Regions from separate parts of the Mus musculus genome. Here all the other regions are linked to region 2. A link is a contact called in public Hi-C and HiChIP or PLAC-seq data. All regions are on one chromosome and are shown on one strand. The core of a region is the stretch at or near the end of the contact, and the rest is flanking DNA. Distances in the headings are between cores, read along the strand shown. Region 1 overlaps Catsper4 (cation channel, sperm associated 4). Region 2 has its middle 22 kb from the start of Rps6ka1. Region 3 holds the start of Grrp1 (glycine/arginine rich protein 1). Region 4 holds the start of Pdik1l (PDLIM1 interacting kinase 1 like).

Region 1 (5,216 bases), core at 1,022-3,521, 310 kb after region 2:
GACTCCCCAGATTCAGAAATCTGGGTTTGGGTGAGGAGACAGAGCTGGGAAGGCAGAAGCAGGGGTTTGAACACACGGAGGGGCATTTCATGAACAACTCACATCCTACTACACACACACACACACACACACACACACACACACACACACACACACACACACTCATTCACTCACTGATATACCCTCTCCATACAAACCCTTTATCCTGCAGGGCAAGGGCTCAGTGTGGTGGGGACAGCAATGGATAAGGTAAAAGGGGCAATGCCCAGGATTCCTGGAGCTCACCTTCCAGAAAATCCAGAAGCCGTTAAGCCAACCAAGCAGAACCTCGCAGATAAGGATCGTCAACACAATGTCATCTATGGTCGAGAATAGCTCGTAATGTTTCTACATGGAAGACAGAGAAAAGGAGATGAAGTGGAGACGAAGTGTCAGTGAGCAGGACTCGTGCCAGGCTGGAGAGGGTGTGTGTGTGTGTGTGTGTGTGTGTGTGTGTGTGTGTGTGTGTGTGTGTAGGGAGTGACGGTACCCTGGCTTCTCTTCCTCCTCAATATCTCTATGGTTTCCCTTAGGGGACACCCTCTGCACAAAAGCCAGGCAGTACCAAGACTGCGTCATGTGACTGTCAATACTGTTTGGAAAGTCGTTTCCTTTTCTGTCCCATCACCCAGCTGGCTGGCCTTCATCCCTAACCTCTAGAGCAGACTATATGGGAAAGGGATGTACAAAAAGGGCCTTGCAGACTCTGGGACTTAAAGAAAAAGGCATGGCCCCCAGGAGCTGCAGGACCCCAAATTCCAGGGAACTTCTCTACTAGCCTGGCCCCTACAATCCCTACTGACTGCAGCATCTCAAGTTCTCTGGGTCAGGTCCGAGGTGTCCTCCCCATTGTAGATCCTGGACACGGACCTTGGGTACATGATTTGATGGATGGATAGCTAGAACTCACTCCTGCCCTACCTAAATCTTGGTCTTTCTGCTTTCTCATAATTGTGACCTACGCCCGCAAACAACTCCCAGTCCACAGAGTTACCCCAGCAAGCCAGTCACCTCACCCCCTCTATTTCTACACCCAGCAGCCAGCAGATTCCCTGCCCATCGTGTGGGCTGTTCACACTCACTATTCCTGGACCTATGGGCTTCTAGGGACTGACCTTCATAGTCACAAATTCAACAGTAGGCTTTCAGGCTTTATTTTATTTTATTTTATTTTATTTTATTTTATTTTTTTATTTTATTTTATTCCTGTTTGACTATATTATCTGAGACAATCTCATGTAGCCCAGGCTGGCCTCAAAACTACATAGCCAAGGATGACCTTGAATTTCTAGTTTACCAACTGAACTACATACATCCTCTGCCCAGTTCTGACAATTTTGACTGAGACCCGTAATAAGGGCGTTTTTGTTTGTTTGTTTGTTTTACATTTGACAAAATGATCTTCAGGATCTGGCAAGATGGCTCAGTGGCCAGAGGTGTGTGCCAGCATGCCTCACAACTTTAGTTGTATCCCACAGTAGAAGGAGAGAGCCAATTCCTCCTACAAGTTGTCCTTTGACGTTCACATTCTTGTCATGGTACACACACACACACACACACAGAGGAAAAAATGTAATGTTGCTCCCTTCCCTCCCGCCCTTCTTCTCCCTCCCTCCCTCCCTGCACCCCTCCCCCCTTTCTCTCTCCTTTTATCTCTCCAGCCCGGATTCACTATCAGATGCTGGCATCTGCAGTCTGAATTCATTTCATAACCCTACAATGGCCTGTGCACGGACCTGCACTGTCCTCACTGTGCAAGCTACATAAGTGAGTTGCTGCCTCCCTGAGAGCCATTTCTGGGGGATGCCAAGGGCACTAACTCTGGGGAATAGCTGGAGCCTTTACCAGGCCTGCTGACTACTCCCTTGGCTGTGACTCTCCTGTGCTCACTATTTGCCATTGGCCACTCCTCAGTCAGCTTTCCTCCTCCTCCATTCCCTCCTCGCATGAGGAGCCTGCCTTGGCCCTCTCCTGCCCTCACACTCCGAATACCATCTCCACTCAGCCTTGCCTCCTCCCCTGACACAGGCAGCTGTCAGGTGTCCATCCCCAGCCCTGTGCACCCAGCCTTTTAGGTCTATCCACTCCTCTTGAGCTGTCCCCATGAGCCCCAGCCCTACCCCGTTGCTCAGGCCACAAACTCAGCTCTCTGCGGTTCCTGTGTCTATCTGCACAGAATAATATGTGGTAACAAGGTGACACGCAGTAAAGGCTCACTAAACATTAACTAGCAATGTGATTCATCAGAGAAGCCCGTGGCATTGGGGCTGGTGGTATAATGCTAGCCTAGCATGGGCAAGGCCCCGGGCTCAGTCCAGGCACCATGAAGAGGAGGCAGAAGAGCCTATGGGTGTGATGCTCTTCTCACCTACCACCATCGTCATGGTCCAGGTCACAGTATCTTTCCCCTGGACATCTCTGACCCATCTTGGTTCATCTTCTTTCATTCTTGTCCCTCTTCAATTGTGTGTCCACACTGTGGCAACCTGTGTCCTTTGCAAGATTCTTTTCTTTTAAAAAGTGTGTGGTTTGTATGCATACCACACACAAGCAGATGCCCTTGGAGATGAAAGGAGGCCTAGACCTTGTATCATCCGCCATTGTAAACTGCTTAGTGTGTATGTTCCAGAAACCAAGAGCAGTAAGCTCTCTAACCACTAAGCCATCTCTCCAGCCCCAGCCAGTACATTTTCTAAAATTCAGTTCAATTCAATTCTAAATTTCATTTCATATCACTGCTGATTAAATCTTTTCCTGGATTCAGACTTATCTCCCTTGACATAAAGACCACATGTGACCTGGCCACTGAGCGCCTTTCTGAAGTCATCTGTCACCACCATCTTGAACATACTGAATTTAAACAGCATACATGTATACCACACATGAGAAATTAAAACTGCCAGGTGTGGTGACTCACATCTGGATTCCCAGAACTTAGAAGGAAGCTGTAGGCTTTCAAATCTGTCCTCAGATTATTCATACACATACATATATACATATATATATGAAGGCATCTTGGGCTATATAGAGCTCTGTCTAAAAGGAACAAATGAAAATACAAACAAACAGAAACCCATCAAGCATGGTGGCATATATCTGTAATCCTAGCACTCTAGTGCTTGAGACAGGAAAGTCATACATTTGAGACCAGGCTGGGCAGCATAGTAAGATCCTGTCCCAAACCAAGGAGACAAATAAAAGATAAAACAAAACAAGAAATCTATCAAGTATCATGGTGCACAGGTATGTCAGCATTTGCAATACTAAAGTAGTTTTGAGTTTGAGGCCAGCTGGGAGAAAGTTTGAAGGGAACCTGGGTTCTCTACTTGGACACACACACACATGATGAATTCTCTCATGTTTCTTTTCTTTCTCTTCCTCTTCCTCTCTGTGTCCCCGTGTGTGTGTGTGTGTGTGTGTGTGTGTGTGTGTATCCCTGTGTGTCCACTTGTGTGTGTGTTCCTGTGTGTTCACCTGTGTGCATGTACCTGTGTGTGCCCCTGTGTGTGCCTGTATGAGTATGTGCCTGTGTGTGTATGTACCTGGCTGTGTCCCTGTGTGTGTGTACCTGTCTGTGCGGGTGTGTGTGCCTGTGTATGTGCCTGTGTGTCTGTGTGCCTGTGTGTGTGCCCCTGTGTGTGTGTGTGTACCCGTGTGTGCCGGTTTGTATGTGTGCCTGTGTGTATCTTTCTGTGTGTTTCCCTGTGTGTGTGTGTCTATGTGCCTGTGTGTTTGTACTTGTTTGTATATGTGCCTGTGTGTATGTGCTTGTGTGTGTCTATGTATGTGCTTGTGTGTGTCCCTGTGTGTGTATGTGCCTGTGTATGTCTCCCTGTATGTCCCTGTGTGTGTATATGCCTGTGTATGTGTCCCTGTGTGTGTATGTGCCTGTGTATGTCTCCCTGTGTGACCCTGTGTATGTATATGTCTGTGTGTATATGCCTGTGTGTGTCCCTGTGTGTGCATGTGCCTGTGCATGTGCCTGCATGTGTGTGCACACCTGTGTGCTTGTCTATATGTGGATGCACACCTTCCTCAGTATGTGTGTGATGATCAGAGAACAATATAAGAACTGGTCTCTGGGGGGTTGGAGAGATGGCTCAGCGGTTAAGAGCACTGACTGCTCTTCCAGAGGTCCTGAGTTCAATTCCCAGCAACCACATGGTGGCTCACAACCATCTGTAATGGGATCTGATGCCCTCTTCTGGTGTGTCTGAGGAGAGCAACAGTTTTCACATACATAAAACCTAAAAACAAAGCAAAGCAAAACAAAACAAAACAACTGGTCTCTGCCCACTTTGAGGCAGGGTCTTGTCTTGCTGTTGGCCACCCTGGTGAATACTCCAGGCTAGTTAGCTTGAGTTTCTGGGGATTTCTGCTGTCTCCACTCCCCATGTTTCCACAGAGGAGCTGGGGTTACCGACATATACTGAACCATGACCTCCAGCTTTGATTTCGAATCTGGGGATCCATACTGGGAAGAACAGCAAACATTCTTAGCCTCTGAGCCATCTCTCCAGCCCAAGGAGTCTTTCCCAGCATGCAGATCCCATGCAAGGCCAACAATGACACACTAATTTACTTTAACATAATCTCACTAGCCTAGCATGGAACCTGCTGGACAGATCCATCTGCCTCTTCCTCTGCCTCTCTGCCTCTGCCTCTGCCTCTGCCTTTGCCTCTCTGCCTCCCTGCCTCCCTGCCTCCCTGCCTCCCTGCCTCCCTGCCTCCCTGCCTCCTCCCTGCCTCCCTGCCTCCCTGCCTCCCTGCCTCTCTGCCTCCCTGCCTCCCTGCCTCCCTGCCTCCCTGCCTCTCTGCCTCCCTGCCTCCCTGCCTCCCTGCCTCCCTGCCTCCCTGCCTCCCTGCCCCCCTGCCTCCCTGCCTCCCTGCCTCCCTGCCTCCCTGCCTCCTCCCTGCCTCCCTGCCTCCCTGCCTCCCTGCCTCCCTGCCTCCCTGCCTCCCTGCCTCCCTGCCTCCCTGCCTCTCTGCCTCTCTGCCTCTCTGCCTCTGCCTCCCTGCCTCCCTGCCTCCCTGCCTCCCTGCCTCTCTGCCTCTCTGCCTCTACCATCTCCACCTCTGCCTCCACCTCTGCCTCTCTAGCATCGGGATCATAGGTTTGCTGCACCAGGTCTGGGTGGGGACCAGACTTTTGAAGAACAACCAATTCAACCATCACA
Region 2 (5,860 bases), core at 2,554-5,053:
CTCCTTGGGCACCCACACTCGTGTACACAGACCCATAACAAAAATGGAAAAGAATTTTAAAAATAAGAAAGGAAATTAGAAGCCTGGCAGTGTTGGCCCACACCTTTGATCCCAGCACTCAGGAGGCAGAGGCAGGTAGGTGCATCTCTGTGAGTTGGAGGCCAGCCTCGTCTACAGAGTGAGTTACAGGATAGCTAAGGCAACACAGAGAGATCCTGTCTTTAAGAATAAAATGAAGTTACAAGAAGACACAGATTAAGAAACAGAGAAGTTCTGCATTTTTGCAATGGAAGCAAAGAGGGCAGGAAGAGTCCCCCCTGACCACAAAACTGAGAACCGGCAAAGCAGCAAGCTTCTCTGGGTTTCTCTTTTGTGTGTATTTGGTGGCTTGGGGGGGGGGGGGGGCTGGGCGAGGACAGATCCGTTGCTATACCAACACAGATGACTTTGAACTCCTGGTCCTCCTGCTTCTGTCTCCCAGGTACTAGGATTACAAACATGAACCACAATGCTTGGCTCCAGCAGTTATTTTTCTCTTCTTCTTCTAAAAATAATTAAATGTATTTATTATTTATGCATATGCATGGGTGTGTGTGTAGAAGTTTGCGTGCAGATGAGTGGGTGTGCTTAGGAGTGTGTATGTGGTGGTTCACAACTGTCTGTAACTCTCATTTCAGAGCATTTGACACCCTTTCCTGACCTCCACAGGCACGTGGCATGCACACAATACAATTACATGCATGCAGGCAAACATTCATACACACTAAAAGAAAAAAAATAAATTTTTAGAGAAAGAGTACAAAGTTCACATGCCTAAATAAACCGGTCCGGTTTCCTCCCCTAATAACCCATCTAAGCTCAAATGCACAGACAAGAGGCAAAAGCCTGCACGGGAGGCTGAGGGGTTTGCAGGGCTGGCATTACCCAGGGCATCTTGCAGCAGACAGATGCTCAGAATCCTAAGACTTCCTCCACGTCCCAAGTTGCCAGAGCAGTTCTAGAATGCCCTGCTTAGTCTCCCCTCTCTGAGTCGCTAACCCTCCTGGCTCTGCCACTGCTCTGCCACCCCTGCTCTGCCAGCAGCTTTTCCTGAGTGGGCCTGGGAGGAATCCCTCCAGAACACAGCAGGCTTGTGCTTCATGTCTACCCCCTTCCTTGGCAATTGTCACAATATGTTTCGAACCAAGGCTGGAGGAGGAAAAACGATGAATATTTACATGTAAATATTTTTGCCCTGTTGCACAGAAATAAAGATTGGAAGGAAGTCAGCTGAACACTAACAGGAAGAGACCAACAGAGGCATGGAATCAGATAAAGTTGGGCCGGGTTCCGGGCTGTGCCATTCCGTCCTAGCTGTGTGACCCTAGCAAGGAACCCTCCCTGGACAACTTTGTCCAGACCCCAGATTCCCACTGCATGAATTACTTAGCATTAACCAATCCATCCAGTATAGTTTACAGAATAAACTTGTATTCTCGGTACTTGGGAGGCTGAGGCAGGAGGATTGCTCGAAGTTCAGGGCCAGGTTGGGCTACATTGTCAGTTCCAGGTTTAATTTGGGTCACACAGACTATGCCTCAACATAATAAGACAATATCAGCTGGTCCAGGGTGGTGGCAAACACGTTTCACACAAACCAGCACTAGGGAGTCAGAGGATATTTGTGAGTTCGAGGCCAGCCTGGTCTAAAGAGGGAGTTCCAGGCCAACCAGGGCTACACAGAGAGACCCTATCAACCAAACCAGAACCAAATAAGCAAGCCAATGCAGGCTGGAGGAGAGCAAGTAACCAAGGAGACTTAATCTTGATGACTTTCTTGGTTCTTACCAATATTCCCTCTAAAACTGTTGACAGTGATCACGTAGTTCTGTTATATTGTTATAAGCACAGGCCCAAACTAAGAGTTCATTACTGGTGGACTAACTGAATTGTAAATGTTCATTTTCTGGAAATACCGACTCTTTAAATAACAATCCTATCTATTATGTATTGACACAAACACAGGACAGTATAGATTGAGTCAACCATAGGCATGTGACCTCTTCTTATTTATATATGTAGGATCTCTCAAGCCGGTAAACACAAAAATACTGTGTGTGAAAAAAAAAAGTAAAAGGATGAGGACTTTTAGTTCTACAAGGCAGTTCATGTCTTTAATCCTAATGCTCGGAGAAAGAGGCAGGCGAATCTGAGTTCAAGGCTAGCCTGGTCTACACAGTGAGAAATCCCGTCTCAAAACAAAACAAAACCTGAAAGTTCTCTCTCTTTTTTTTTCAAATTTTTTATTAGATATTTTCTTCATTTACATTTCAAATGCTATCCTAAAAGTCCCTATACCCCCACCCCCGGCCCTGCTCCCCTACCCACCCACTCCCACTTCTTGGCCCTGGCGTTCCCCTGTACTGGGGCATATAAAGTTTGCAAGACCAAGGGGCCTCTCTTCCCAATGGTGGCCAACTAGGCCATCTTCTGCTACATATGCAGCTAGAGACACGAGCTCTGGGGGTACTGGTTAGTTCATATTGTTGTTCTACCTATAGGGTTGCAGACCCCTTCAGCTCCTTGGGTACTTTCTCTAGCTCCTCCATTGGGGGCCCTGTGTTCCATCCTATAGATGACTGTGAGCATCCACTTCTGTATTTGCCAGGCACTGGCATAGCCTCACTTTTTTTTTTTTTAAGGCATGATTTCTCTGAGTGCTCTGTAGACCAGGCTGGCTTCAACCTCAGAGATCTGCTTGCCTCTGCCTCCCAAGTCCTGAGATTAAAGTCCTGTGTCACTATGGCCGGCTTAAATTGGTTTTTGTAAGGTTAATTTTTAAAAAGATTTATGAATTAGAATTACATTTTAAATGTTTTAACTTTCGCTGTGCCAGGGCCTCATATTAAAAGGGGGGGGGAGGAAGGGAGGGAGGGAGAGAGAGAGAGAGAGAGAGAGAGAGAGAGAGAGAGAGAGAGAGAGAGAGAGAGAGAGAGAGAACGAGCGAGCAGGCAGGGTTTATTGGTACGTCCAGTCTATGCTGAACCCCAGAAAACAGAAAGAAAATGCATCTCCCTCCTATCCCTGGTGCACTTCAGTTAACAATAGCATTCAGTGTTAAGTTGCTGAGGCTGTCCCCCAGCCCTCCCTGTAAGGGAAACTGCTGGAGTCACAAACGGACTCGGGAGAACTCACCTCTATCTGTCTAGCTTGCTTGTTTTAGGTTTTGGATGCTTGTTCGGTTTTGTTTGTTTTAGTTCTTTAACACAGGGTCTCACTTTGTATTCAAAAAGCCAGGAACTCACTATGTAGCCAGGGCTGGGCTCCAAGACCTTCCCGCCCCAGGAATGACAGGCATGAGCCACCATGCCTGGCAACCTAATCTTGTTGAAACTGAAGATGAAGCGCTCATGAGCCTCTCTGTTTGGCTGGGTTCTGAGAAGGGCATATCCTGCTGTGAGTGGCGGGAGGGTGCCGCCAAGTGACAAGCCTGGGCAATGGCTGGAATGTTAAAGCGTGGATGACACACCAAGGACCTCCGACTAACTCTATAAACCAAGGACCTAGATCTAGTCCCAGACTGGGCCCCAGGACTGTCCTGTATGTCCTCCCCCAAGCCGCGTTCCGACACATGGCACGACTGGAGCCCATTTCCGAGATACCCTAGGGCCAGCATCGAGCACCCAAACCCACCAAGCCACGTGGTGCCCTGTAAATCAGCCCCGTGCTCGCTTGGCTTCCGCGTGGCTACTGCTCCCATCACCCCGCGCGCTCCCCAGATTATGACCCCGCCCCTGAGGGGGCGTTCCAACCTGAAGCCCCGCCCACACACGTGCGTGCGCGTGCTCCCTGGGCCTCCTGGGACTGGCGATAGCCAAAGCTGGTCCCTGGGAAGCTTGGGTCTGGTGTCGGCCTCGGTGAGGGCTGTGATGGTCGGGTCAGAGCCGTACATGAGCTGGGCGGTCCTGGGAGAGGCTGTCGTGTGTCGTGGACGACGTCAGATCAGACGCTTGGAGGGGAGCCTGTGGGAGCTTCCAGTTTCGGGCCCAGAGGACCCAGTGCGGTCACTGGCTCCCACGCACGCGCGGAGCTCAGCTCTGCGTCGCCCCCGTGCGGACAGAGGAAGCAGTGCCTGCCTGGCACCCGAGGACTCCTCTGGGCTGCATGCGACCCAGGCACGCGTGGCCACCTAGGCGATCTACTCTCCAGACACCGCCCCCTTCCGTTGATGGACCGGAGGACGGTCTGATGTTGTCATGGCGACGGCTGACCAGTGATTTCCTCTAGCTACTGTGAATCTTACTCTGGACAGAGAGAGCACTGGAGTACGGTTACCCAGCCTCCTTGCTGTGTCCTCAGTCAGTAATCTAAATAGATGAGAATTGATCCCTCCCTAAAGCAGCAAGGCCTTGAACAACAAAGCAACCTTTCCTAAAAGCCTGCTTACCTAGTGAAATCAAAGATCAGTGATAATAAAAGTATTCTTATTCCCAGTTCCTGAAAGTGGGTAATATTTGGACCAGCGAGATGGATCAGTGAATAAAGCGTTTGCTGTGCAAATCTTAGGCCCTGAGTTTGATCCCCAGAGTCCATGCAGATGTAGAAGGAGAAAAATAAGACTCCAGAAAATTGTTGTCTGACCCTCATTTGCATGTAGCTGCATCTCCAATCCCGATAAAAATAAATGGAACAAAAAAATTAAGTTGATAAAATTTAATGAGGCTGATTAAGCTGGGTTCTTACAGAGTACCTTTGTATACATGGTAACTGCGTTCCTTACCAAATTAAGGAGTAGACACTCTTATGTAAGAAGGAAGTTTAGATTCAGAGAAATAACTTGTCCAAAGTTATACTGCGGATGTAGCTCAGTGGTAGAGCACTTACCCAGTGTGTGTGAAACTCTGTTTTCAGTCCTTGGTACAGCAAAGTCAAATACAATGGTAGGCTAAGTTCGTTGTAGTTGTTGTTGTTGCAGACAAGCTCCTATTTAGCCCAGGTTGGCCTTGCAGGCATAGCTGATCTTCAACTTCTGATTATTCTGTTTCTATTCCTCCACCCAAGTGTTTTGCACGGTGTGTGCCACCATGCCCAGTTTGAGTCAGTGCAAGGGATCAAACCCAGGGCTTCATGCATGCTAGATAACACTATCAACTGACCTGCATTCCAGCTTATATCCAGTTCTTTCTTTTAATAAACAATAGCATCATCCTGTTTCCTGCTACCCAGGGGACTTCCACGAATTTCCACGGGTGGAGTTTTCCAGAACTGCCACGTGCAGGATCAGGTTGTTCTTAGCAGACACACATTGCTTTCTATTGGGATTTGTGGTGGTTTGAAAGAAATAGGCTTATAGGGAGGTGTGGCCTTTGTTGGCTTTTAATCCCTATGCCAGTGTGCTGAGGGGTGAATGCTGAAGGATGTGTGGATCATTTAGAAAGAACATTCTAGGGCTAGAGAGATGGTTCAGTGGTTAAGAGCACTGACTGCTCTTCCAGAGGTCCTAAGTTCAAATCCCAGCAACCACATGGTGGCTCACAACTATCTGTAACAGGACCTGATGCCCTGTTCTGGTATGTCTGAAGACACCTATAGTGTACTCATACACATAAGATAAATAAGTAAATCTTTAAAAAGACCATTCTAAACAAGAGAGAGAATTGCACACATAAAGATGCAGGAGCCCAATGTGATAGTGTATGCCTGTAATCCCAGCTCTTACATGGCAGAGGCATGACACTCTTGGGTTTGTGGCTAGTCTAGGCTACAAAAGGAGTTAAAAGGCAGCTTTAACATGTCTCAAAAATTATCCAAATTTTATGACTTTAATTCCAGGACTCTGGAGGCAGAGAGGCAGGCAGATTTCTGTGAGCTTGAGGCCGGC
Region 3 (5,691 bases), core at 3,036-5,535, 340 kb after region 2:
TTCGCCAGCAGGTGGCAGCAGCAGCAGCAGGCGGCGGCGTCCATGCTGCGCGGCGTGGAGACCGCCGCGGAGAGGGACCCGGAGCCCCAGGACAAGCCTGACGAGGAGGCTACCGAGTGCCCCGAGACACGGGAGGCGGATCCAGCGGCAGGCTTCAAGTGGGGTTTCCTCACCCACAAACTGGCAGAGATGAGGGTGAAGGCTGCGCCCAAGGGCGACTAGCTGGCCCGCCACGTTGGTGCCCCTTCTTCCCTACCTCCCATAAAATCGTCTGGATTGACACTCAGTGTAACTGCGTAATTTTTTTCAGACAACAGGAAAAACTACTTTTAGGTGGGCGACCTCGTGGGTGGGTGGGGGCGTCTGGCTAAAGGGTTCTTTAGCCAAGAAGAGTGTTCTTTGTGCCAAGGCGCTCCAGTTGACAGGATTTAAGGTGAGACTTTCCAGAAAGCCCTCGAGGACAGACTCCACATCCCTGTCCAGCTTCATTTCATTCAGCAAACCCTGCTGGTTGCCCAACGGCATACGCGAAAACGAAATGCACGAAAATGCTGGACCAACAAGATAGCTCTCTACCAGCGGGTCCCATACAAAGTTTTGTTGAGGCACAAAACAGGGCAACCCGTGGGAGCTCAGGGGACATAGGGAATTTGGGGACAGTTTCCTGGATAAGAATGCAGAGTTGGGGAAGGAAATCAGAGCTGAGGGAGGATAATCTTGAACAAAGGCTTTGACCGGAATCTGTAAGGAAAACCCGCGACTTTGTGTCGCCGGGGAAAAGAAACCCTGCTGGGCATATAGCTTGGTTGGTGGAGGGCTTCCATCAGCATGAAGTCCTGTGTTCAGCCTTCAGTCGTTCAACCACAGCGGTTGCTAACAGGGTGAGGCTGAACTGGCACAGACAGTAGTGGCAGGAGATTCCGAACCCTGACCTAAAGGTGCTCCAGTTTTAGTGATTTCCATCACAGATCCTCCAAGTCTCGGCCTTTCTTACCTCGGGACTCTGGGAGAGCGGGGTTGGGGTGCGAAGCTCTGGGAATTCTGGGTAATTTAAGCAATGCTACCGTGTATTGAGCACTTTCTATATTCCAGGCACATTTGCCACACGCATTACAGCTCCTCCAGAACACTGCTCTCTACCTCCTTTAATAACCGTCAAAGGCCTCCGCTTGGCCAAGCTCACACACACAGCCTGGGACCCACGCTCAAAACCCACGCACTCAGCCATGCAAACCAGTTTCCCTTTTCCCTCAACATCTGCCCGTTAAGCCAAACTCATGGTCCTTTTATTAAATAACATTTTAGCTTTATTCAGTAGTTCGTTCATCTCTCACCCCAAGTCCATCGCTGCTCACATTTAGAATCTAGAGAGGCCACGTGGCCACTTTACCCGTTTCCACAGTCCTCGCCTGGCCCCTGCCTGTGGTCCTGCCTGCTCAGCGTGCAGATCTGGGAACCTGAGATCCAGGGAAGGATTTGTTCACGGACCGGGCTAGCTCTCCCGGAGCCGTCTTCCTGTCTGGTGGTGGTCACACCTCAGACTCGCGCGGCGGGGCGCGTGCGCGCTGGCAGCCGTACAACCACTGGATGACGCGCGCGTTGCGTTCCACCACCGACACCGTGGGGCGTCCGTCCCGCGCCGACCCTGCCGCCTCCGAGCCGCCGCCGCCGCCCGCACAGTCCGGGCTACCCGCGTCCCTGTCGCTGGATGTCCAATCGCTGGTGTCCCCGGAGCCGGGCGGCGGCGACGTTGCGACCTGAGGGCCGTGCTCTGCGCCCCAGCTCTGCGGAGAGAAGCGCTCGGCGCCCAGCACCTCCACCAGCGCGCGCTCCAAGCCGCAGTAGTTGAAGAATCGCTCTTTCTCCGACAGTGGCAGCGAGCACGTGGGACACACTGCGCGCTTTCCTGTCGCCTCTGGTGTATCCGGGGACCCAGCCCACCCCGCGGGAGCCCCAGGTCTCTCTGTAGGTGCCGGGCTGCTCGGGGCAGCGTCCCGGGTGGCACCCAGGAAAAGGCGTCGTACTAGCCCCTGGCCCTTGGCGTTCTCTTTGTTCACCGAAGCCTTGCAGTCCCTCTTCTGGCGGTAAAAGATAAGGGAGTCAGGTCTTGGCTGTCGCCTGCCGCTACCCCGGCGGGCAGGCCCAGGCGTTCTGGGCGATGCAGAGGCCCCCAACTCATTGCAGGGGTGTGGTGTCAGCGGTCCTGGTCCCCCGCGCAGGGCTGGCTCCTGACGACGTACAATCACCTGGTGCGTCTTGACGTACTTGGCTTTGTCGGCTTCCAGCCTCTCCACGGCGCTGGGGGTTCGTCCCCTCGAAGGTGTAGTGGGTGAGGACAGCAGCATCTTAACGGAGCTGGGCAGGTCAGGGCTCCATACACAGTTAAGGACGCACAGGTAGCTGAGGAGCAGCGAGCAATTCTCCGGAGTTCCTGGCGCCTGTGGGGAGAGAGGAATTGTCTGGAAGAGAGTAGTAGGCTGTTCCTGTTCCTTTCCCGCAGGCATTCCTGGGTAGAGGATCAGCCAGTTACCCCTCCCCCACGAACTGGTGCCATGCCCAAGGAGCAGAAGAGAGAACCTCCCTCCTTCCTTTACAGCATTGGGTGGTTCTTGGGGAGGGGGCATCTATGCTCCTTTGAGAACATCCCGACCTGGCCTCTGAACCATGTACACAAGACAAGCAAGCAGGACACTTGGAAAGGAAAATCAGGCGGGGTCCTAGCCCGGTTCCCGAAACCGGCCTTAACCGGAAAAAATACCTCTTCCCAACAGTGTAGCTTCAAACCCAAGACAAGGAGGCTCCCCAGCCACAGGCTGACTGCAGCCGACCCACCCTTCCCGCCCCCAAGCACCGAGGTCAGGGACATAACCATAGGGTAGAAGCCTCTAGGAGCTGCTGCCAGCTTCCTTGCCCAGGCCCAACAGGGCTATTCAGGAAGGAGAGGGAGGTTGTCCGCGGGCCGTATCAATCTGCGACTGCCAGCCACTCTATGCCCCTGCCAAGGGGAGTCCCAGAAAGCCTAACTGTAAACACCATTCCGTCCAACAACCCCCACACTTCCATTTCAGAGGCCAGGACAATGGCCTGGAAATGAAAGGGTTTAAACGGGTCCCTTTGAGAGTTAGGGTGCCACCTTGAAACCCAGATTTCTTGCCTTACTGTGCAGATCTAGATCAGCTTGGACTCCCTGCCGGTCTATCAGAACGTTTCCCTCTGAGGTTTGGTTTCTGATCTTGTTGTTCTAAAACTGGGCAGGAACCCCTCGTCTCACTTATCTGTTCCCTCCACCAATTCTTCTGAATAACTTCCACACCAGAAATTGGCCCTCGGGGTCCCTATCCCCTTCACATTCAAAGACCTCTGGCCTTTTTCCTTCACCCCCCTTGTGCTGCGGAAAAGGGCAGGAGGGAAGGTAAATCAAGAGCTGACAGTTTCCTTGTCCGCTAACAGAATGGGCCACCCACATGGTTTAACACACCCACCCCTGCCCTCCGATTTCCCGTTCCCACACAGCTGAGAGGGACTTACTGGTTCTGGGGACTGAGAGAACCTTGGATCTGAAGGTGACAAAGGAACAGACTAGGCAAGGGTGTGTGAAGAAGGGGTGTCCTCCACACTTCACAGAGGCCTTAGAGCAGAGACCCTGCCAACTGCGGGCCCCAGCCCAAGCAGTTACATGTTCCATAACCGCTATTCAGCATGGCCCTCCAGTAGGTGGTAAATCTAACTAGAGTGTGAATGGTTGAAACCTAGGCAGCAATAACGGTCTCCCTGTGCCCCGCTCTATTCTCTCGGGGACTATAGTAGGCAATGGGTCAGATTCCAAGGTCCCGGGAGGGCACTGAGCTTGTCTGACCTCAAGGATGGCCTCTGTCTTCTCCTTCTCTCTTTAGCCTTGAGCAGAGAGGCTATAAAAAGTCCCTAAACACAAGGACCAAAATAGTCTACCGTCCCCTGCCTGTTCCCTGTTTTCAGGGCTGGCTTTGATGTTTGACCACAGACAGCCCATCCTAGACTGGTAGCCAGTCTTGTCCTCTCTGCTCCACTGCCTAAACTCTCCCAGCCCTAGAGTTAGTAAATTCCAACTCTGTCCACTCCAGCTTCGGCTCTGAACACTGGTGCTTCTAGCTTCAGTAGCCTGGCACCAGTCTCCTTCCCATGCATCGCAAGTGGCCCTCCCACCCAGCGTTGGACTCTGGATACACTCACTCGTCGTCGGGTGGAGATGCTGAGTTGCAGTGGTCCCTGGGTATGCCCAGACTGAAGGCAGAAGGAACAGCGGGGACGAGGGAGTAACTTTGGTAGCAGCCTAGCCTTCCTCTCCACAGGAAAAGCGGAGAGCCTCCACCCCCTAGGTTAACTCTTGCTGACCCAGAGCTCCGTCTCAATTAACTCCTTCCTGACCTGACTTACATTAGTGCTGACAGGACCCGTGAGCCGTGTTCCTGCAACTTTACAGATGGTTAGATAAATAGTCTCTGCCCTGTTCAATGGTTGTCATGGAGCTACTGTAAACTTGAGCTGAAGAGACAAAACCCCAAACAAAGACCTTCTGCTCTGCAGCTCCCTCTGAAGTACCCATGCCCCGAGGTAGGACAAAGGGCAGAAATGGGTGCTATGTGGTTTGCCTTTTTCCCCCTCTGGCAGGTTTAGGCCTGTTTTATTGTGGGAAGCCTGCTCTTCCTAGAGGGGAGCCCTAGTATCTGCACCCTAAGGGTGGGTGGATACAGTGTGCTGCAGGTGTGCAGGGAACGTGAGGATTAAGCAAGAACTCCGGGGTACAGCCTTAAAGATGGCAAACAGAGTTAACGGGAAGGGGGCGATGGAAGAGATCTTCCAGGGCTAAGCCTCTATCCTTTGGCCGCCTACTTGGGGACTACTAAAGCTCTAACCTTCCCTTCTCTGACTTCATTTATCTCCAGGGGAAGCCCTATTCGTAAAGGAGCCCCCCCCCCCACCCTCTCAGCAGGTGAACGACCTAGCACCCAGAGTTCAAAAGACACTGGGTCTTAGCCTTTCTCCCAGTTGGGCCCACCCCCTACCAGCCCCACCACTTAGCATAAGCCCTCTCCCTCCCTTTTAACACTTGTAATGTTTGCAAGGCACATTTGCATCTATGCTCTCTGATCTCTTTTGAGCCCCCTCCCGTGGAACCTAGATAGGACTCAGCAGGGACAGTAACCCCACTTAATGAGGAAGGAAATTAGTAAAGTAGGAGGGACTTGCGCAGACCCTCCAAATCCCCTCTCTCCTCTGCCCCCACTGCCTGTCTGGCAAGATCAAGAGTCAAAGACCCCAAAGCTCATAGCCTGAGTAGGGGGCAGGGGGATGCTATTACCACGCCTGGACCAGAATGGGATGTGAAGACTCTAGGGCACACAATCTGTCTTGAGGCAAATGGAGCTAGCATGGAGGAGAGGAAGAGAAGAGAGTGTCTGGCTTCCTACCTGGGGAGCTTGCCAGAGTGCCCTGACCCTGTTTCTATGAAAAAACCCTGTACACAGCACTCCTGTGGACGGGTGAACTGTCCGCCACCCAGAGTTCAAAGGTCAGTCCTTTGGCCCTGGACCCTGAGCCCCTGACCTCCTGAGGGTCCCTGTCCTACAGTAAAGAGGGAGGGTTTGCATCCTTTATTTCCATAACAAAACTGAGTTGTCGCAGTGTTTTAGCAAATGCTCTCACACGTTCTCT
Region 4 (5,770 bases), core at 1,164-3,663, 380 kb after region 2:
CCATCATCCCTGACTCTTATGTATAAGTGCAGGCATGCCCATGCCATGGCACACCCATTAGGAGAGAACCTTGGCTCTCCTGTCACTGCTACAGCATATGCCAGGGTAGTGGCCTGTGAACTTTGGACACTCTGTCTCTGCCACCCATCTCCCCACAGGAAGGCACATCTACCTTCACATGGGTTCTAGGGATCCAAATTCAGTCCCCCAGACTTACTCAGCAAATGTTCTACCCATTGAACTCTCTCCAGGCTCCACCCACCCACTCCTTTTTTGAACAAGATCTCACTATGAAACCCTGGCAGGCCTCCAACTCAGAGATAAGCCTGTCTCTGCTTCCCCAGTGTGGGATTAAAGGTTCATGTCACCATGCCTTGCTTCCGGTCTTGTTTCTTTTAAAAGACAGGTTCTTGTGATTATGTGGCTCAAGACGGCTTTCACATCTTTTAAGATTTTATTGTATATTTTACATATCTGTGTGTAGCTTTGTGTAAGTCAGAGGGCAGTATGTGGGAGTCAGTTCTCTCCTTCTACCATGTGGTTCCAGAAACTGAGCTCATGTTATATGGCTTGGCAGAACATAACTTTACCCACTGAGCCACCTCAATAGCCTTGGCTACCTTGGTCTTTGGAATGGTGGTATTACAAGTGTGTTAAGTAGCCAAACCTGGCTACTTTTATATTAAGTTCATTTAATCCTTAACTGCTTGAAAATGCCATTGTTAAAAATATATATATACCCGAAATTTGAAATTTCATCAAGAGGTGGTGGCTCACACCTTTAATCTCAGCGTGTAGGAGGCAGAGGAAGGCGGATCTCTGAGTTCAAGGCCAGCCTGATCTACAGAGGGAGTTCTAGGATACCCAGGGCTACAGAGAGACCCTGTCTTGAGAAGAAAACACACAAACAAAAGCAGTGAAACATAAAAATCCCTCACACTTAGAAATGCAAACCCCTGACTTTGGTTTATGGACCAAAAGTGGTCAAGATCACTTACTTATGTTTTGTTTGCAACAGTGTCTCAGGTAGCTCAGGCTACCCCTGAATTTACTATATAGCAGGGAATGACCCTAATCTCCTGCTTCCACCTTCCAAAAACTAGGGTTATAGACCTGCACCAGCATGCTTAGTTATTTGTTTCTTACAAAATGGGCACAAATAAAGTTTTTGCAGAGCTGTTCCCTCAAAATGAAGTAAGTCAACTACCTTTTTATCGTTGTTTAGCATAGTTATTTAATTCTAGGTCTTTTCTGGCCAAAGGGGGAGCATCCTATACATCACAGGGAATCCTCTGACAAAGTCCTTTGGCGCTGTACCTTGAGAAATCATTTAAAGGCAAGCTGGAGCACAGGCCCCACAGAGAAATGTTCTTTTGAGTGGAGAGTCTGCAGTACGCTCCCTCACTCACTGTCACTGTCTTCGCCGGCCAGGAAGAGTAAGATTGTATTTACATTGCACAACCAGGTAAACAAAGTGACTGCCCCGGGAACCGGAGACTCCCGGAACGACTACTTTAAGTTCATTGGCCAGATTTAAAAGAAAATGACTGTTCCTGAGGTTTGCCCTGAGTTACTTCCTTGTATTGGTCGCCTACCCTTCAATTTCTTCCTGGATTCCCCAATGTCAGGTTTCCTGTCACCGGGCGGGCCATTCTGTCCTGCTCTGTGCTGATTCCCGGTTACTAGGCACTTCCAAGTGACTCTTTTCTCTGCAGCGGTCCCCTGTCCTCTCCCACTTGCCAGAGGTCCCCCCCCCCAAGGAAGAACGCCTTCCTTGCATAAGAAAGGACGGTGTCTATCAAATCCTTGGGGTCCTGGCTGGAGAGACGCCCTGCTGAAGCATCCTTCGAGAACCCGAGCGCCTTACGATGGCACGTCCCGGACCCTCCTGCCTGCCTGCCTGCCATTCTCCCTCCGGGGCTGGGCACCGGCGGCTTGGACATGCACCTGCTGGTGCCGGGGACGGGGACAAGTAAGGCCAGCGGTGCTCGCTCTGTCGCCGAGGCGCGCTCACTGGCCAAGCAGCAAGCTCACTCCGGGCGGCCGTCCCTGGAAACCCCGAGGGACCCTCCCGTGGCCCCTGAGCGGGCCTCGCAGTCGCTTCAACTCCTGGCGGCTGCAGCCTAGGGGACCGGACTCCGGGAGTGGCCCGGGCGGGAACGGAGGCCGCAGTCCCCGGCCGGTGGCCGGCGCAGCACCGGGCCTTCCCGGGGATGACTCCACTGAGAGGTCCGTGACAGGCCTGCTGGGGACAGAGACACATGCAGGGAGACCGGTTCTGACTGCGGGGCATCCGTGGCACGGCGAAGGGCCAGGTTTACCTCAGGGCAGCCGCCGCCGCTTCTCCCTCTCATGAGCTCTGCAGGCCGCCATTATCGCGCAGCTCGCGCCCTCGGCCGCGGCGGCCTCCAGTCAGAAGCCGGCGCGCGCCCCCGTGGTGCGCGGACACACCCCCTCACGCCGGGCCCCGCCCCCTCCGGCTTGCCGTAGCGCGCGTGCGCAAGCCGAGCGCCGCCTGCTGCCGGGCGAGCGCCCGCCTCTCCTCCGCGGGCTCTGGCCATTGCGCTCCGTCGCTGCCCTGGCGCGGCGCACAGCCGAGCGTTTCCAGCGGTGTGCGCGCTGCAGAGCGGACCAATGCTGCCCTGCAGGGGTGGCGGCAGGGGACGGTCGCCCTCAGCCGCAGCGGGGGGCGCGTCCCGGGACCCCAGAGAAGCTGCGGCCGCTGGCCCGAGCCGGCGGTGCTCGTGCCCCGTGGCGGGCTACGCTGCCCGCCCTCTTCAGACCTACCGAGCGGCGGGCTGGAGCGCGCGGTTCGCTGGGGCCGGATGCCCGGTGCATCTTCCTCGCTGGTGGCGGGACTGGGCGGCGGGTCCGTGGGGAGGCGCGGCCAGTGCTGGGAGGCTGGCTGCACCTACGTTCCGAGGCACCGAGCTGTGTTTGCGGGTGGCACAATGGCCCAGGCAGCGACGCGGGCCTGGGTGCGATCATCTGGGAGGATGCTGTCCCCTGCCCCACCGGCGCGGTGGTATCTCCCTTAAAGAAGCCGGAACCTCATTGTTCCCGGCCTTGAGGATCGGGGCGTCCTGCTGGGTGAGAGAGAGGGTGTGGCCTACCTGGCTGCGGCGCGCAGCCTAGCTGGCCTGAACCGGAGTTGGGACCCATTTTAGGCGGGTGTACGGACACAAAACAGGTCTCCTAGGACTGCAGTCCCCCGGAGTTCTTCAAATACGTGCACAAAACCTTTCAAATGCCCCCAGCAGTTGTCAGTCATAACCCTGAGTTGCCCTGAGATCGGGGTGACAGTCACTTGGAAACCAGGACCAACTGGCCGGCCCGTCGTTAGTTACACAGATTGAGTAAGCATCTGCCAGAAACGCCCATTCTTTTCTTTATTATTCTGTACCTACTGCTTGTTAGTAAGGTTGATCCTGCCTTCATTGCCCCCTAAGCATCTCAGTGCCTCCAGGATCATCCTTTGTCATCTGCTTATGAAACTAATATTTGGGGTCTGGGCAACTTTCTATATAATCTGAACCATATTCCAAAAGTAAAGACCTTACTACTGACCCTGCTGCTTTCATAGGCGAGGAAACCAACACCTGCCACATTGACCAAAAGTTGTCTTCCTAGAACACCCACTCGCACCCTAGTGTAACGTCCTCCAGCCCCTCCTAATAAAAGCCCAGCAATCTATTCAGAGTTTGTCCTGAGGGCCATCCTCCTATTGGTGCTCACGTTTTCTGGGAATACTGAGTCAGTCAAGACTTGCTTCCTGCCCTGGAAAGTAGGGGGAAATAGGAAAGCTCAGTAGACGCCGGCTACCAGTGTTAAACAGGATGGACTAGGAAGAGATCTCTTCATGAGAGTAGTCTTTTTGTTTATTGTGGTCATAAAATGTCACGGGATCGTCAAGGGACGTACCTGTTCTAGCTGCTTTCCTGTTGCTGTGATTAAAAAGAAAAATTGCTGACCAAAAATACCTTAGGGGAGGAAAAGGTTTGTTTGACTTAAACCTTCAGGGTTAGGGTCACTGGGAATTCATCCATCACTGAGGGAAGTCAGGGAGGGAACTAGGGAAGGAACTGTGGGGGGTGGGGGAGGCTCCTTACTGGCTTGCTCCAGGGTCATGGCTCAACTACATTTCTAAACAGTTTAGGCTGGCCTGCCTAGAAATAGCACTGCCCACATTGGGCAATCAACAAACCCCCTCACAGATGTGCTTACAGGCCAGTCTGATAGAGGCTATCCCCCACTGGACACTTCCTCAAATAGCTAAGCTGGCAAGTTGACAGCTGAAGCTAACAAGACTAGTGTTTTACGGTGTGCCATCATCTTCTATGTGACTAACAAAGTTAGTTGCTTATATTTTAAACTTTTAAAAAGCCTATCCGTCCAATAAAAGAATTACTTTACATTCTACAGTTCTTTTGCCTTTGAGGCAGGGTCTCACTTTATAGCCCTGGCTGGCCTGAAACTGTCTCTGTAGACCAAGCTGGCCTTGAACTCAGAGATGCCTCTGCCTCCTGAGTGTTGCTGGGATTAAATGTATATACTACCACACCTGAGCAACCTTAAATATAAAATTATGGATTTATGTTTGTATGATGTATGTCAGAGGACAACTTAGTGGAGTTCATTTTCACCTTCTACCTTTGGGGGATGTGGTTGCTTGAATATCTTTGGCCCCTAGGGAGTCGTACTGTTCCAAGGCTTGGCCTTGTTGGAGGGAGTGTGTCACGGTGGGGGTGTGCTGTGGAGGTCTCTTAGGCTCAGCCTGCACCCATTGCAGAGAGCCTCCTCCTAGCTGCCTGAGCATGTCAATCTCTCCTGGTTGCCTCCGAATCAGGATGCAGAACTCTCAGCTTCTTCTCCATCACCATATCTGCCTGGATGCTGGCATGCTTCCTGCTATGATGACAGTGGGCTAAACCTCTGAATCTGTAAGCCAGCCCCAATGAAATGTTTGCCTCTGTAAGAGTTGCCTTGGTCAGGGTGTCTTCACAGCAATGGAACCCTAACTAAGACAGGGATTCCAGGGGCTGAGCTCTGGTCACCAGGCTTGGGTATATCCAGTGCCTCTACCTTGCTGAGCCATCACACCAGCCCAACGTAGATCTGTTGATCCGTTCACCTCTGACTCCCCACACTCAGAGGATGAGAGTGGGTTTACAGAAATATGCCATCATGCCTGACCTAAGTGTGTATATTTAAAAGATAGACAGTGGGGCTGGCATGGTGCTACATACCTTTAATGCAAGCACTTGGGAAGCAGCAGGAAGATGTCTGTGAGTTCAAGGCCAGCCAGAGCTACAGAGTGAGCACAAAACAGAAGATAAACACTGGAAGAATGAAAGCTTCTGAAAGTGCTGCCTGTGCTCAGAGGAGAGGGAAAGATGTGGATGAAATCATACATGGCTGACTTGGTGATGTTCCGTTCAGTGAGGCAGCCTGTCTATCATGCAAGTGTTTATGTGTATGTATGGGCACATGCACACACACACACACGAACACATTATTTTAGGATAGTTTAACAGAGTATATAAAATCCTATTAATTTATAATGTATATATAACATTAGCCTGACTAATATTCATAATTATATCTAAGGAAAATACATCTGTTACCTCTAGCATAAAGAAATTGACATTGCTAAAGATGGTAGTATACATTTAATCCCAGCATTCAGGAGGCAGAGGCAGGTAAGTCTCTTGAATTTGAGGCCAGCCTAGTCTACATGGTGAATTCTAGGATAGCTAGAGATACATAGTTA

What was found. A called contact is a pair of places that touch in the nucleus more often than the background predicts. HiChIP or PLAC-seq counts read pairs in DNA pulled down with a chosen protein or histone mark.
Region 1: a FOXA1 HiChIP or PLAC-seq map of pancreatic cancer cells shows a contact between it and region 2. The contact joins two enhancer-like sites. A contact is called at or near these places in 1 of 115 datasets of contacts at active chromatin or transcription factors (pancreatic cancer cells) and 1 of 9 other capture datasets (liver).
Region 3: a Hi-C map of embryonic stem cells shows a contact between it and region 2, with 1.8 times the contacts expected there. The contact joins the promoter of Grrp1 here to the enhancer-like site in region 2. A contact is called at or near these places in 1 of 39 promoter capture datasets (pre-B cells), 3 of 484 Hi-C or Micro-C datasets (CD8 T cells and embryonic stem cells), 1 of 115 datasets of contacts at active chromatin or transcription factors (embryonic stem cells) and 1 of 9 other capture datasets (pancreatic islet).
Region 4: a contact with region 2 is called in an H3K27ac HiChIP or PLAC-seq map of T-cell acute lymphoblastic leukemia, with 3 times the contacts expected there. The contact joins the promoter of Pdik1l here to the enhancer-like site in region 2. A contact is called at or near these places in 6 of 115 datasets of contacts at active chromatin or transcription factors (T-cell acute lymphoblastic leukemia, embryonic stem cells, extraembryonic endoderm stem cells and 2 more).

Annotation. Positions count from the first base shown.
Region 1 is chr4:134,221,235-134,226,450 of GRCm38.p6, forward strand. It overlaps Catsper4 (cation channel, sperm associated 4), which reads right to left. Exons shown (of 11, transcript NM_177866.4): 4 at 286-387. Among named protein-coding and RNA genes, the nearest start is that of Catsper4, 3.5 kb to the right of the region's middle. Within about 2 kb of position 2,272, at least 28 of the 459 cell types and tissues checked have an H3K27ac peak or open chromatin away from gene starts, as enhancers often do. A contact at or near this core is called in pancreatic cancer cells, where this site is marked.
Region 2 is chr4:133,906,973-133,912,832 of GRCm38.p6, forward strand. No RefSeq gene overlaps it. Among named protein-coding and RNA genes, the nearest start is that of Rps6ka1, 22 kb to the left of the region's middle. Within about 2 kb of position 3,804, at least 347 of the 459 cell types and tissues checked have an H3K27ac peak or open chromatin away from gene starts, as enhancers often do. A contact at or near this core is called in CD8 T cells, T-cell acute lymphoblastic leukemia, embryonic stem cells and 4 more, where this site is marked.
Region 3 is chr4:134,249,821-134,255,511 of GRCm38.p6, forward strand. Grrp1 (glycine/arginine rich protein 1) reads right to left here and starts at 4,286. Exons shown (of 2, transcript NM_001099296.2): 1 at 4,210-4,286; 2 at 1,290-2,438. The coding sequence starts at 2,345. The coding sequence ends at 1,530. It overlaps Gm30191 (predicted gene, 30191), which reads left to right. Exons shown (of 4, transcript NM_001372229.1): 4 at 1-282. The coding sequence ends at 222.
Region 4 is chr4:134,284,840-134,290,609 of GRCm38.p6, forward strand. Pdik1l (PDLIM1 interacting kinase 1 like) reads right to left here and starts at 2,414. Exons shown (of 3, transcript NM_001163794.1): 1 at 2,322-2,414.